Linked DNA regions of Mus musculus: region 1 is linked to region 2. The links are chromatin contacts, called in public Micro-C maps. All regions are on one chromosome and are shown on one strand. Each heading gives the region's core, a stretch centred on a gene start, on an enhancer-like site or on the middle of the called end of the contact. The rest is flanking DNA. Distances are from core to core; before and after follow the strand shown. Region 1 holds the start of Nrtn (neurturin). Region 2 overlaps Ptprs (protein tyrosine phosphatase, receptor type, S).

Region 1 (6,455 bases), core at 728-3,227, 330 kb before region 2:
CGTTTTATGAGCGTCCACATGGTGGGCACATGTGTGTGTCCTGCACTCCATGTGTCTGTCTGCCCCACCCCCCGTCACAGCTGGGCCGGGTGAACAGAGGTGGCCACAGGACGGCTGGTGACAGCTTCATGGGGGCTGGCCCAGTAGGGGTGGGCTCTGGCTAGCTCTGTGTGCAAGGAGGCCCTGGCCTCCCATACCAGCCCCCCATGTGTGTCATGTGTGTGCCTGAAGGAGCTGTGGGATTTTCTTGCACATATTGTATGCTGGGGGGGTGGGCTTTGCACCAGTGGTGGGTGTGACAGAGGAGACAGGGAACAGCTATATTGTTTATTATGTGTATTGCCTGGTGTGGGTCTGTGTATGTCATCCAGCACCAGGCTGTAGCAGAATTGAGTGTGTGTGCAGGAGCCAGCCTCAGGGGAGATCCTCTGTGTGTAAAGTCAGTTTGCCTCTGGTATGTACAGAGCCTACAGTTAAGTGTCCTGCTGTCAAACTCTGTGTGTGCTAGCACGCACTCACCAGGTGTCCAGCTCTGAGTGACAACAGGGATGGGAAAGATGTACCTTCATGTAAAGCACAGGTTGGAAGGACCCATCCTGAATGTCCCATCTCCATATGCCAGGCCCTTATCCGACTCCCCATGCCAGACCCTCACCTGTCTCCCCCATGCTAGGCCCTCACCTGTCTCCCCCAGACCCCCACCCCGCCCCACCTTCCCCATTTTCCCCGTGCCACACCTTTGCCCTATCTCCCACACCCACACCCTTGCCCCATCTCCCTGTCCCATCTCCCCACACACACAAACACCCTGACCCTATCCTCCACCTCACCCCTGCCATGCCCTGGGCCCTGGGAAGCCTCAGGCACAGGAAGGAATCAGCCTCAGGTCTCTGAACATACAGGTGACTTTCAGAGTCTACTGTTCTGACCCACGGAGTCAAATAAACCCTCATTACCAACTGCACCTGACATGCACATGAGCACACTCTATGACCAGCGTTAGGCCCTTGGGAAGGGGTGGGGCTGTTTGGGAGGCTGGTACTGAAAAGGCTTCTGGGATAAGTGAACCTTAAGTCAGGGGCAGGTGGCAGCCAAGGGAGCTGAAGATTTGGCAAAGGATGTCAAAGAGGGAGGAGCCTCAACCCTGGTTTCTCGGCAACCAGGTGTGGCAGGGGCGTGGCCACAGTAGGTCTCGCCCCACCCACCCCATCTCTGAGTGACCGGGCCCCGCTAGGGGGCGCTTGCGGATCACAGGAAGAGTAGGGTGTGGTGGGTTTGAGTGATCAAGTCCCAGATAGGGTGCTTTTAGGAGGGAAGTCATTTGTGAGAAACAGAGGTCGTCCCCGCCCCCCCCCCGCCCCCCCGCTCCCAATGGTGCTCTGAGGGGCAGGATGGTGGGAAGCATTAGTTCACCGCGGACAACAGGATCTTCAATTTTACATAATCTAGGTTATCTAAGAGACTGAACTTAGTTTCCCTGGGAGGGTTTTCTTGGAGAGGATAGAGGGGTGGGCTTAGGGGTGGGGAGGACTTGTGAGGGGACCATGGGTGAGTGCAGAGTGGCCTTTGGTTGGGAGGGAGGGTCACGTGTGTCTTGAGATTCTTAGATGGCTTCAGAGCGCCGGAACAGCAATTTGGGTTGAGGGGCGATGCTATAGAGATTCTCCCTGGTTGGTAGTTTAGAGGAGCTAGATAGGGAGTTGGAGACCTGGGGCAGGAATGTGCAAAGTTAGTGAGGACTAGATTCGGGGCGCAAAGTCTCAGATAAAGGAGAGTCCCCGGGAGGAGTGGATCAACCAACTGATCGATGGAGCAGTGTGGCTGTTTAGGGCCTCCCACGTTCCTGCCACCTGCTCTCCCGGAGCGCCCCTACAGCTGTGGGCAGGACGAGGGCGGTTCCCGAGCCCGGGAAACCCTACGCCACGCCCACGTCCACGCCTCCGGGAAGGCCACGCCCCCTCGAGCCCAGCCGGCCTGAGGTGCGCGGCGGGAGCGGAGGGAGAGCGCGCGGTGGCTTCGTCCGTGTGCCCCGCGCCCGGCGCTCCTCGCGTGGCCCCGCGTCCTGAGCGCGCTCCAGCCTCCCACGCGCGCCACCCCGGGGTTCACTGAGCCCGGCGAGCCCGGGGAAGACAGAGAAAGAGAGGCCAGGGGGGGAACCCCATGGCCCGGCCCGTGTCCCGCACCCTGTGCGGTGGCCTCCTCCGGCACGGGGTCCCCGGGTCGCCTCCGGTCCCCGCGATCCGGATGGCGCACGCAGTGGCTGGGGCCGGGCCGGGCTCGGGTGGTCGGAGGAGTCACCACTGACCGGGTCATCTGGAGCCCGTGGCAGGTAAGCAGAGTCCCGGAGTGCAGTGCGGGGGGCGTCCCCAAATTTCCCCTACCAGGTCAGTGCCGGGCTCCGTACACGACGGGGTGCGCTCTGGGCTCCTACGACTCTCGATGCCTGTGGAAGGCTGCTGGACCAGCGGGCCCCCGTGAGCGCCCCGTCGGTCAGGGAGAATGGAGTAGGGGTACTTCGTGGTCACAGGAAACCCTGGGAGGGGGCCCAGGCGCGCAGCCCTGCGGCGCACAGAAGTAAACAGTCAGGGGCGCGTTCCCTGCGTTCCTGGGGACACCGTGTCCTCCCCGGTAAGGGCCGGGCCACTGGGCTCCTGAATCGCTGTTCAGCCACAAGAGGGCGTGGGGCTCTTTAGTGGAGGGGGGGTCCCTTAAGGGCAAAGCTCAGATTAGAAACGGGGGTGTGTTCCCCACTTTCCGAGTTCTTGTTCCAGATTATCCCCAGATAACTCGGTTTATGGGTAAGAAGTCACCAGGCCCACCCAAGTTTGCTGCAGAGAGTGGGCAGACATCAGGTGGGACAGGGAGGCAGAAATCCTAAAGCCCAGGATGCTAAGATGCGTGTGTGTGTGTGTGTGTGTGTGTGTGTGTGTGTGTGTGTGTGTGTGTTGAGGTTGCCACCTGCCTGCCTCACTGGGTCTGGCTGGGGAACTTCGAGGGGGCGAGAGTGCTGGGAACTGGTTTCTGTCCCACTGCCTTCGTGGGGCTTCACATCCCTGGTGTCTGGGACACCCTTTTTGTGTGTCAGTGCCCCGGGCTGAGGAAGCCCTATGGGGTGTGACTGGCAGGATATCAGCAGCAGGTAGATTCCAGCCTGACCAGCTTGTCCCACCCCAGCCCCTAGCCCCAAGGCCACCCCCCCCCCCCATCCCTTCTGCTCTTTCATCTGCTTTTCCATAGGGGACCTCCTGAGCCTGCTGCAAACCCCTATGCTACCACAAAGGGCTGGCTGTGCCAGGTAGTGAGAAATGTCCCTCTCAGCCAGGCACCCCCCTCAGCCGGATTACACCCCATCACCTCAGGTACCCTCCTCAGCTGGGTACCCCACCTCAGCCCCTCAGCCGGGCATCCTGTCCCGAAATGCTACCATCCTGTTTCTCAGAATTAAATAAAAAACAATCACACAAACTCTGAGCCAGGCACCCAAAACAAAACCAAAAACCAAAAACCAAACCAAAACAACACAAAAGCTAGAGATGTTTTTGACAAATGTTTGCCTGTGGGCAGTGTCTTAGAGGCAGACACACTGGCATGCACAGACGTGGGACGTGGGAACTCGTGTAACTAGGTGATGACCGGAGACTCTGGAGGAGCAGGAGACTCAGGGAAGACTTCCTGGAGGAGGGGCATTACAACTGGGGCTGAGCAGGATGAGTAGGAGTTTTGTAAGTGAGGAAGAAAGGGACAGTGCTTGGCTTGTTTGGGGACAGTCAGGGTGACCCGGTGGTGGTGGTGGTGGTGGTGGTGGTGGTGGGGAGAATATTCTGGAAGTATGACAGAGGAAGAATGGGGAATAGGTGTGGCGCCTCTGGCCATTGTCAGAGCTACTCAGGATCTGGAGGGAGAAGCATCAGGAGTTCAAAGTCAGCTTTGGATACATAGAGTCCAGCCTGGGCTACACTGACTCAAAAGAGAGATGAGAGCAAACTTACAAATAAGTCCTTGATACCAGAGCTCTCCCTGTTGACCACGCAGCCTGTGACGCCAGTTCGGGTGGTCAACGCCTCTGCATTTGCCTCGCATTCACACGTATATATAAAATAATGAAAAGAATTCCTTTAAAAGTTCAATAAGTAAACAGAATAAGAAGAGAAAGAAAGTGCCGGGCCGCCTAGACTCCCAGCTCCCGTCTGGGGAAACTAAGGCCCAGATGCTCTCCCATCTCCCAGCTGGGGAAACTGAGGTTCAGATAGGCTCCCAGTTCTCGCCTGGAGAAACTGAGGCTCGGAGAACAGACACCTTTATCTAGGACCTGAGACCAAACTTTGAATTTGGGAAGGAAGGAGAGGACAGGCAAGTGCCCTCCCTCCCCACCCTGTTACTGCCGCATCCGGCGCCTGCCTCAGTTTCCCTTCCAAGCCAGATGGCCAGGACTCTAGCGGGTGACTCTTCCCAGCCACCCTCAGGGCCCCGCGCCAGCGGCTCAGCCCGCATTAGCCTGATCCGGTTATGCGTGGGGCCTCCTGCTCACAACCAGCTGCTGTGCTGTGTGCCCTGCCGCGCAAAGTCCACCTTTCTGGTTCTGCCTGTCGCGGGCTGGGGAGGGGGTGAAGGGAACAGGGAGTAACAGGGTGGGAAGGAAAAGGGCTTCCCAACAGAGGCTGCAGAGTCGCGGAGACTCCACCCCCTTCCCCATTTTAAGTCCAACTACTGAGCGACGTTTGAGCCACCACTGTCCTGTGTTGAAGAATGTATGGTGACGGGGTGGCTAAGCTGACAGTTGCTCTCCGACTTCCGCACAGGCACGCTGCGGCGCGTGCTCCCCTAGACATACACATGGAAATAAGATGAAATCTCTTTAAGTGTAGGGGGCCACTGGAATTGGGGCTTTGAGGTATGAGCAGGAGTTTGGTCAGTACAGCATCGCTTGGGCTCTAGAGGTGTAGCAGCCCTGGGGGGGTCTTGCCCCTTCTCTCGACTGGGAGGGAGCGGCTATGTTCCCCCCCTCAACCCATCAAGCCCCAAATGCCTCCCCAGGCCACAGCCCCCACAGCTCATCGGAAACAGCTGTGCTCCGCAGATGTTGTTGCTTTGCCCCCAGATGTGCGTCCCGCCAGCGGGTGGGGCCCTCGGAAGGAGGTGAGGACCCAGGCTCCGGGAGGCCTCAGTTTCCCCATCTGGAACCACTAAGAATCCATAGACTGTCTGGGAAAAACTGTGACTGGTGGGAAAACTGAAGCACGGACTCTGGAAAGTGTAGGTCTGGGAGTCCCTCCTCCCCTGGTGCCCCCATGATTTTCTAGAATTGAATGACCTCCCCAAACCGCAGGCAGTAGCACATATCACGCCAGCTCTCAGGAGGTGGAGGCAGGAGTGCAGGGTCACCCTCAGCTACATACTTGGGCTACAGGAGACCCTGTGGGTTACAAGGAGTGAGCAGGCTGAGAAACAGGTTCAGAAAACTGAACTTCGGCCCTCCCCTCCCCCGCACCTTTTGGCTCTGACTGAAGATGGGGAAACTAAGTCACAGCGGGAACGGCAGCGGGGGGGGGGGGAGCAGTTGCCATGGAGATGGGGCAAGGCAACTCTCCTGGTCCTATAGTGGAGGAACCAAGCTTTGAAGGATGAATAGGAGTTTGAGGCTGCTGCGGTTAGGGCCCAATTCCAGGCCCTGGCTACTAGCCAGGCTGAGCGCCACGGTGCCCAGGCATGCGCACACCTTCTCTGCATACACGTGTGGGTCTGCTGGACATAACTGCAATGGGGAAACTGAGGCTGGGAAGAGGGAGGAACAGGAGAATATGACCCTGGGCAGAACGCTTGCCAGGATGCGGTGACCCTTGGCCCCCTTCCAGGAGCCTCTGTGCACCTACGTCACGCCCCCTAGGATACCCCCGCCCCTTCCGTGCCAGACACAAACCAGTCGGGTGACCCCGGACAGAGGGACCATTGTTCATGGGTTCAGAGCTCAGCTGGGGGTGCTTGGTCCAAGACCACTGGGTGGGTGCGACCGTGCCACCCCCAGTACTGGCATTTCCGCTGTCATGCTTCCTCATAGAACCCAGAGAGGAAACTGAGGCACTGCCCCCAGAGGGATAATAAGGCACAGGCCTTGGGCGTGAGGGCGGTCATGCCAGGACAACTAACTCCCGGGCCACAGACGCTAAGGACACGGGTTTGGTACTCGCGCGCGCGCAGCGCACAGGCCCCTGTCACTCTGCCCCGGGGACCCCACATCCACTCCTGGCTTCCATGGGTAGTGCATGTGACTTGGACTTGAGTTGAATTCAGAGTGGAGCTTAGGCAAACCATCGGCGCCCAATAAATGTCAGACGAGGACAAATAGACACATGGTTTACTGGTACAGTGGACAATGGAGAGTCTTGAAGCCTCAGTATACAGTTGGTGTTCAATAACCAAGCGAGCTGGAGCTGCAGACTGAACCCCGGGTCCAAGCA
Region 2 (6,409 bases), core at 2,133-4,632:
AGCTACAGGCCAGGGCTGGGAGCCAAGCACCATGGGAAGAAGAAGTGCTGTTAGTGTCAGTGCAGGTAGAGGGAGGGTTTGGACCTGATGAAATCTGAGCAGTTGTTCTGCTGGCCTACTAGACCAGGAGATGATGGCGTTTGGGGAACTCCTACCTGACTGCCTAGTGCAGTCCCAGCTTTGGGGTCACGGATTCCATTTTCCAAGCCTTAGTTTCCCCATCTGTAGATTGCAGGGATGTGTATCAGTTCAGATGGGGCCATGGAGAAGGGCCACGGGCTCTGGGGACCGTGGTGGTCATTATGTGGTGCTGCAGCAGGTCCTGGGAACATAGGGGGTAGAGGAGGGCCATGCCTTTCCCAGGCCAGCAGCTATCCAACACCCTGGCCAGGGGCAGGGCCTGGCGCCCTGGTAACAGCCCCGCTGCCCCCCTCCTGCCCGCCAGTGCCCAGCGCGCCCCCGCGGAAGGTGGAGGCGGAGGCGCTCAACGCCACAGCCATCCGAGTGCTGTGGCGCTCGCCCACGCCCGGCCGGCAGCACGGGCAGATCCGCGGCTACCAGGTCCACTATGTGCGCATGGAGGGTGCCGAGGCCCGCGGGCCACCGCGCATCAAGGACATCATGCTGGCGGATGCCCAGGTGGGCAGGCACGGCTGGGGTGGCAGGGGTGCCTGGGCACTGTCTCCTCTCTGCTCCCCACTCCGCTGCTGGCTCCCCTCTCACTTCCCTCCTCTCTCTCCCTCCACCGCCTCCCGCTCAGTGGGAGATGGACGACACTGCCGAATATGTAAGTAGTTTTCCAGGCCATTCTGCTGTCCTCTCTGTGCATTCTGCATGCCTGTGGTCTCCCCACCTGTGTCCTTGCGTGCCCTCCATAGCTTCTGATGGACCTAGGGTCGGGAAGGACAGCTGTCAGAGGTGGCTCTAGAGCAGGGTGAATTTGCACTGTGTCCTCAAGCAAGACACTGCCTGTCTCTCTGCTGCTCTGAGTCCGTTTGACAGGAGACACAGAGGCTCTGTACAAGGTCCAGAGTTGCCACTAACCTGGCCTGTGCCCTACAGGGGTTTCATGCCCCAAAGGGAGACCCTCTTTCTTTCCTGCCTGTTTCTGTCTCCTCCCTCCACTCCTGTGTTCCTGAGAATTTCTGTACTGCCAGGCACGAGCGCGCGCGCGCGTGCGTGCGTGCGTGCGTGCGTGCGTGTGTGTGTTGTGTGTGTTGACCAGAGCCACCCAGGTGGGCATCAGGACCTAGTGTGCTTGAACATCTGCTGCCTGGGGTACAGTGTAAACAAACTGTGCCCCAACATGGAGTCACACTATTACCTGTATAGGGGCAAGCACCAAGCATGGGGTGGTCAGCACAGTAGGAAGGCAGAGGCTTATTGCTTCGGGATTTGATCGGAGACAGGATTAGCCTGACACCCCAATCTTCACCTTAGAATTTCAGGGCTGGCTTGAGTCGTGGCCCGCACCTCTCCATCCTGCCTCTCTTCTCAGAGTTATTCCATTTTAAGTTTGCAGCTTGCATCTTAACATTAGATGGCTGTTTCATAACTGGCTTTCAGATTCCAGATAGGGTTAACTGTTGAATTTCTCAAGTTGGTTGTGGGCAGCTCTGATAATCCAGTGGGTTCAGGGGGAAGCCAAGCCCTGGGGTAGGATGGGGCCTGGGATGTTAGAGAAACACCCAGGACCCCCCTGTAGCTGGAGTGCAGTGCCTTTGAGAAGCAGAGAGGGAGGAAGGAGAGCGGGGCAGCAGATGAGCAGGGTCTGGTGGACTATAGAGAATTGACCTGACTCCAGAGAAGGTGGGCGCCTTGGAGGAATGATTCTGATCGGGATGCTCTCTGATGGCTATTGCCCTGGGTATAGGAGCAGGGGACCTGGTGGTGGCTGTGTGCCCAGCTTGTGTGTTTCTGACAGGAGTGTGGACACTGCATGTTGCAGCCTGTGCATGAGCTCACCAGCATGTTGCCTGTGGACTGGAGGCATCATCTCTTGTGACTTTCTTAGGGGAGAAGGTGAGCAGGGCTGGCACCATTGCTGACCGTGCCCACCCATCCCACCCACAGGAAATGGTGATAACGAACCTCCAGCCTGAGACTGCTTACTCTATCACAGTAGCCGCGTATACCATGAAAGGCGATGGCGCTCGCAGCAAACCGAAGGTGGTGGTGACCAAGGGAGCAGGTAGATACCTATCCACTGCACAGCCTCTGGCTCCACAAGGCCAAGAGCATTTCCCATGATTCTCAAGCCAGAGTGGTTTTAAGACGCACCAGCCAGGTGGACCCAAAACAGGAAAGACATGGGCCCTTTTCAGAGGTTCCAGAGGCCAGGCACTGCTGGCCCTGATATCCATCTCTGCCCAAGTCACTCCCTCTCACCAGACACTATACTCATTTGGCTGTCTCCTCTCAGCTGCAAAGTGGGAGTCAAGCTTAAAGGTAGCCCAAAATAGGTCCATGTGCCTCACAGGGAATCCAAGTCTTTGCTTAAAGGAAGTCCTTCCTAAAATGTACCTTTAAAAACTAGACCTTAAGGACTGGGAGTGTGGTCAAGGGTGGGTCCCTGCGCAGAAATCCCTCAGTGAGGGGCTGCCTTTGGGGTTTGGAGAAACGTGGCAGGGCAGCTGTTTCTCCCTCCACAGTGCTGGGCCGCCCCACCCTGTCGGTGCAGCAGACCCCCGAGGGCAGCCTGCTGGCGCGCTGGGAGCCCCCCGCGGACGCGGCCGAGGACCCGGTGCTTGGCTACCGCCTGCAGTTTGGGCGCGAAGACGCGGCCCCGGCCACGTTGGAGCTGGCTGCGTGGGAGCGGCGGTTCGCGGCGCCTGCACACAAGGGCGCCACCTATGTGTTCCGGCTGGCAGCGCGGGGCCGCGCGGGGTTGGGCGAGGAGGCCGCGGCAGCGCTGAGCATCCCCGAGGACGCTCCGCGCGGCTTCCCGCAGATCTTGGGCGCCGCGGGCAACGTGTCCGCGGGCTCCGTGCTACTGCGCTGGCTGCCACCCGTGCCCGCCGAGCGCAACGGCGCCATCATCAAGTACACGGTGTCCGTGCGGGAGGCCGGCGCCCCTGGGCCCGCGACCGAGACGGAGCTGGCGGCGGCCGCCCAGCCGGGGGCCGAGACAGCGCTCACGCTGCGAGGGCTGCGGCCGGAGACGGCCTACGAGTTACGCGTGCGCGCACACACGCGTCGCGGCCCGGGCCCCTTCTCACCCCCGCTGCGCTACAGGCTCGCGCGGGACCCAGGTAGGCGCCGCCCCGGGCCCCGGCCCGCCCCTCCCCACAGGTAAGTCTCGGCCTCCAGACTCAGCCCAGGCGCCCGAGGCTCCAGTCGGTCGGTCGGCAGGCACAGGTGGGATGCGGCTTGGAGGCCACGCCCATTGCTACGCCCCTCCCGCTTTTCTCCGCAGCCGCGCCGTCTCTGCAGCAGCAGCAGCAGGCACTGGGGACAGGGCAGGCAGGGCCGGGCCAGGCAGGAAGGCCGAGGGCACAGCGGACCACAGGGACAACAGGGGCCGCCCCACGCGCCCCTTAGCCAGCGCCCGGTTCTTACTGGGCCATCTTTCTCTCTCTCCCTGCTTGCCGCCGCCCTCAGTCTCCCCAAAGAACTTCAAGGTGAAGATGATCATGAAGACTTCAGTGCTGCTGAGCTGGGAGTTCCCCGACAACTATAACTCACCCACACCCTACAAGGTACTACAACAGTGGAGGAAGGGGCGGGGCGGGAGGTAAAATCTGGGAGCCTGAGGGAGATTGGGCACAGTCAAGGCCACCCCAGATCAGGATTCGATGATACTTAGATTTCACAGTTTAGTCTGAGATTGAGGCGCAGTCTACGATTAATCACAGCTGGATCAGGGTCTGTCAGGGTTGCTACTGAACCTGGGATCAAGGCTCAGTCAAGTTGAAGCCTAGTCAGGACTGGCACTCAGAGCTGGGGTTCTGGCCAAAGCCAGGATTTAGTATGTTGTTCAGTCTTGGTCAGAAGCTAGAGTTAAGGGACCTCCTCGAACAGTCAGTTGTTCCTGAGCCTAACTCCAGGGCTTTGCCATGTTTGAAGGTCAATCAGGGATCAAGGCTTAGTTGGACCTGAAGGTTATTTTTGGACTGGAGCTCAGTCAGCTCTGTACTGAATTAGAACTCAGGAGCTAAGTTTGGGTTTAGGTTCAGTCAGATGGTTCATCCAGAAGTGAGGCTCAGTCAGGATTGGTCCAGGACAGGCAGCCTGAGGTTGCAGCTCTGCTGGGGTTGCTAGGCCCCGGCCCATTTCTTGCTGAGCCAGCTCTGCCTACAGATTCAGTACAATGGGCTCACCCTGGATGTGGACGGCCGCACGACCAAGAAGCTGATCACACACCTCAAGCCACACACCTTCTATAATTTCGTGCTCACCAACCGTGGCAGCAGCCTGGGGGGCCTGCAGCAGACGGTCACTGCCAGGACCGCCTTTAACATGCTCAGTGGCAAGCCTAGCGTCGCCCCGAAGCCCGACAATGACGGTTTCATCGTGGTCTACCTGCCTGATGGCCAGAGTCCTGTGACCGTGCAGTATGCTAACCCCCCTCCCCCCATACCTGTCCCTGTAGCTGTCAACCCACTATGTGACTGCATCGAGCCACACATCCCTTCTGTGACCCCATTTGCACACTTACTGAGATAAGGGTCACGTGAACCTGCCTCATGCGACTGTCCCCATAAAGCCTGACCCTTCACTGGGCGACCTTTAGCCCCCGAAAAGATTCTGGTCTGTGCTTCAGGCTAGCGGGGAGGCCTAGCTAGGAGTCTGCAGTGAGGACCTCAAGGGGCTTCCTGGGAGGCGGGGAAAGGGCGTAAGATCACGTGGGCTTTGAGGGATGCACAGGACACTGAGATCTGGCACGCCATGAAGTAGGCAGAAGGCAGATAGCTAAGAACTGGGACGTAGAGGCGTGTTACTGCAAGGGGTTGGGATTGGGACACGGGTGTCACTGAAACTCTACCCACAGGAACTACTTCATTGTGATGGTCCCACTTCGGAAGTCTCGAGGTGGCCAGTTCCCTGTCCTACTAGGTAGTCCAGAGGACATGGATCTGGAGGAGGTAAGGCCACCCCGTCTCCATGGGGCCTGCACACAGCCAGGCTGTGACGCCCGTCTCCCCTAGGAGCGCTGAGGCCTGTGACACTCTTTCTGCAGCTCATCCAGGACATCTCCCGGCTGCAGAGGCGCAGCCTGCGCCACTCCAGACAGCTGGAGGTGCCTCGGCCCTACATCGCCGCTCGATTCTCCATCCTGCCAGCTGTCTTCCATCCTGGGAACCAGAAGCAATATGGTGGCTTTGACAACAGGGGCTTGGAGCCAGGCCACCGCTATGTCCTCTTTGTGCTTGCTGTGTTGCAGAAGAATGAGCCTGTAAGTCCTCGGCAGCGTCTGCCTACATCCTAGCTTCCACCTACATCCTAGCTTCCACCTACATCCTAGCGTCCGCCTACATCCTAGCTTCCACCTACATCCTAGCGTCCGCCTACATCCTAGCTTCCGCCTACATCCTAGCTTCCGCCTACATCCTAGCTTCCGCCTACATCCTAGCTTCCGCCTACATCCTAGCTTCCGCCTACATCCTAGCTTCCGCCTACATCCTAGCTTCCGCCTACATCCTAGCTTCCGCCTACATCCTAGCTTCCGCCTACATCCTAGCGTCCGCCTACATCCTAGCTTCCGCCTACATCCTAGCTTCCGCCTACATCCTAGCTTCCGCCTACATCCTAGCTTCCGCCTACATCCTAGCTTCCGCCTACATCCTAGCTTCCGCCTACATCCTAGCGTCCGCCTACATCCTAGCTTCCGCCTACATCCTAGCTTCCGCCTACATCCTAGCTTCCACCTACATCCTAGCTTCCCCACCAGCCTGGAGACAGGATAGAAATGGAGGTACAGAGGTCACCTGGTGGCTTGCTCTATGGATATGTGGACCTCTCTGTGAGGTTGACCCAAATCGATCCCCAAAGCCAAGCATAGACGTTGTGAGCTCACAGAAGGCTAGGCCTGGACAAAGAGACTGACTGGACACGGGGTTGGGGTGAGGGTCCCTAGGGTTCATCCTTTAGAGGAAAACACCACCTTAGCTGGGGCTGAGAAGGATCAGCAGGAGCTCAACAGAAAAGGTTTCCCATCCCCCATGTGCCCCAGGAGAGAAGCCTGGGAGCGGCCCCGGCAGCGGGCATAGACAGCTAGAGGGCGTTAGGCCAGTTGGGGGTCCGGATGTGGCCAGCACTGATGACAGCCCCTCCGCTGCCTCTGTCCTGCAGACATTTGCAGCCAGTCCCTTCTCAGACCCCTTCCAGCTGGACAACCCGGACCCTCAGCCCATTGTGGACGGCGAGGAGGGCCTCATCTGGGTGATTGGGCCTGTGCTGGCCGTGGTCT

Evidence for each region. Hi-C and Micro-C count contacts between places; a contact is called where the count stands out from the background.
Region 1: a contact with region 2 is called in a Micro-C map of embryonic stem cells, with 1.7 times the contacts expected there. The contact joins the promoter of Nrtn here to the enhancer-like site in region 2. A contact is called at or near these places in 4 of 484 Hi-C or Micro-C datasets (the G1E-ER4 cell line, the HL-1 cell line and embryonic stem cells), 1 of 115 datasets of contacts at active chromatin or transcription factors (bone marrow-derived macrophages) and 1 of 9 other capture datasets (adipose tissue).

The regions. Positions count from the first base shown.
Region 1 is chr17:56,753,070-56,759,524 of GRCm38.p6, reverse strand. Nrtn (neurturin) reads left to right here and starts at 1,977. Exons shown (of 3, transcript NM_008738.3): 1 at 1,977-2,329.
Region 2 is chr17:56,422,169-56,428,577 of GRCm38.p6, reverse strand. Ptprs (protein tyrosine phosphatase, receptor type, S) reads left to right here. Exons shown (of 33, transcript NM_011218.2): 12 at 446-639; 13 at 2,074-2,191; 14 at 2,652-3,251; 15 at 3,601-3,698; 16 at 4,300-4,553; 17 at 4,991-5,084; 18 at 5,180-5,395; 19 at 6,292-6,409. Among named protein-coding and RNA genes, the nearest start is that of Mir6977, 6.5 kb to the right of the region's middle. Within about 2 kb of position 3,382, at least 220 of the 459 cell types and tissues checked have an H3K27ac peak or open chromatin away from gene starts, as enhancers often do. A contact at or near this core is called in bone marrow-derived macrophages and embryonic stem cells, where this site is marked.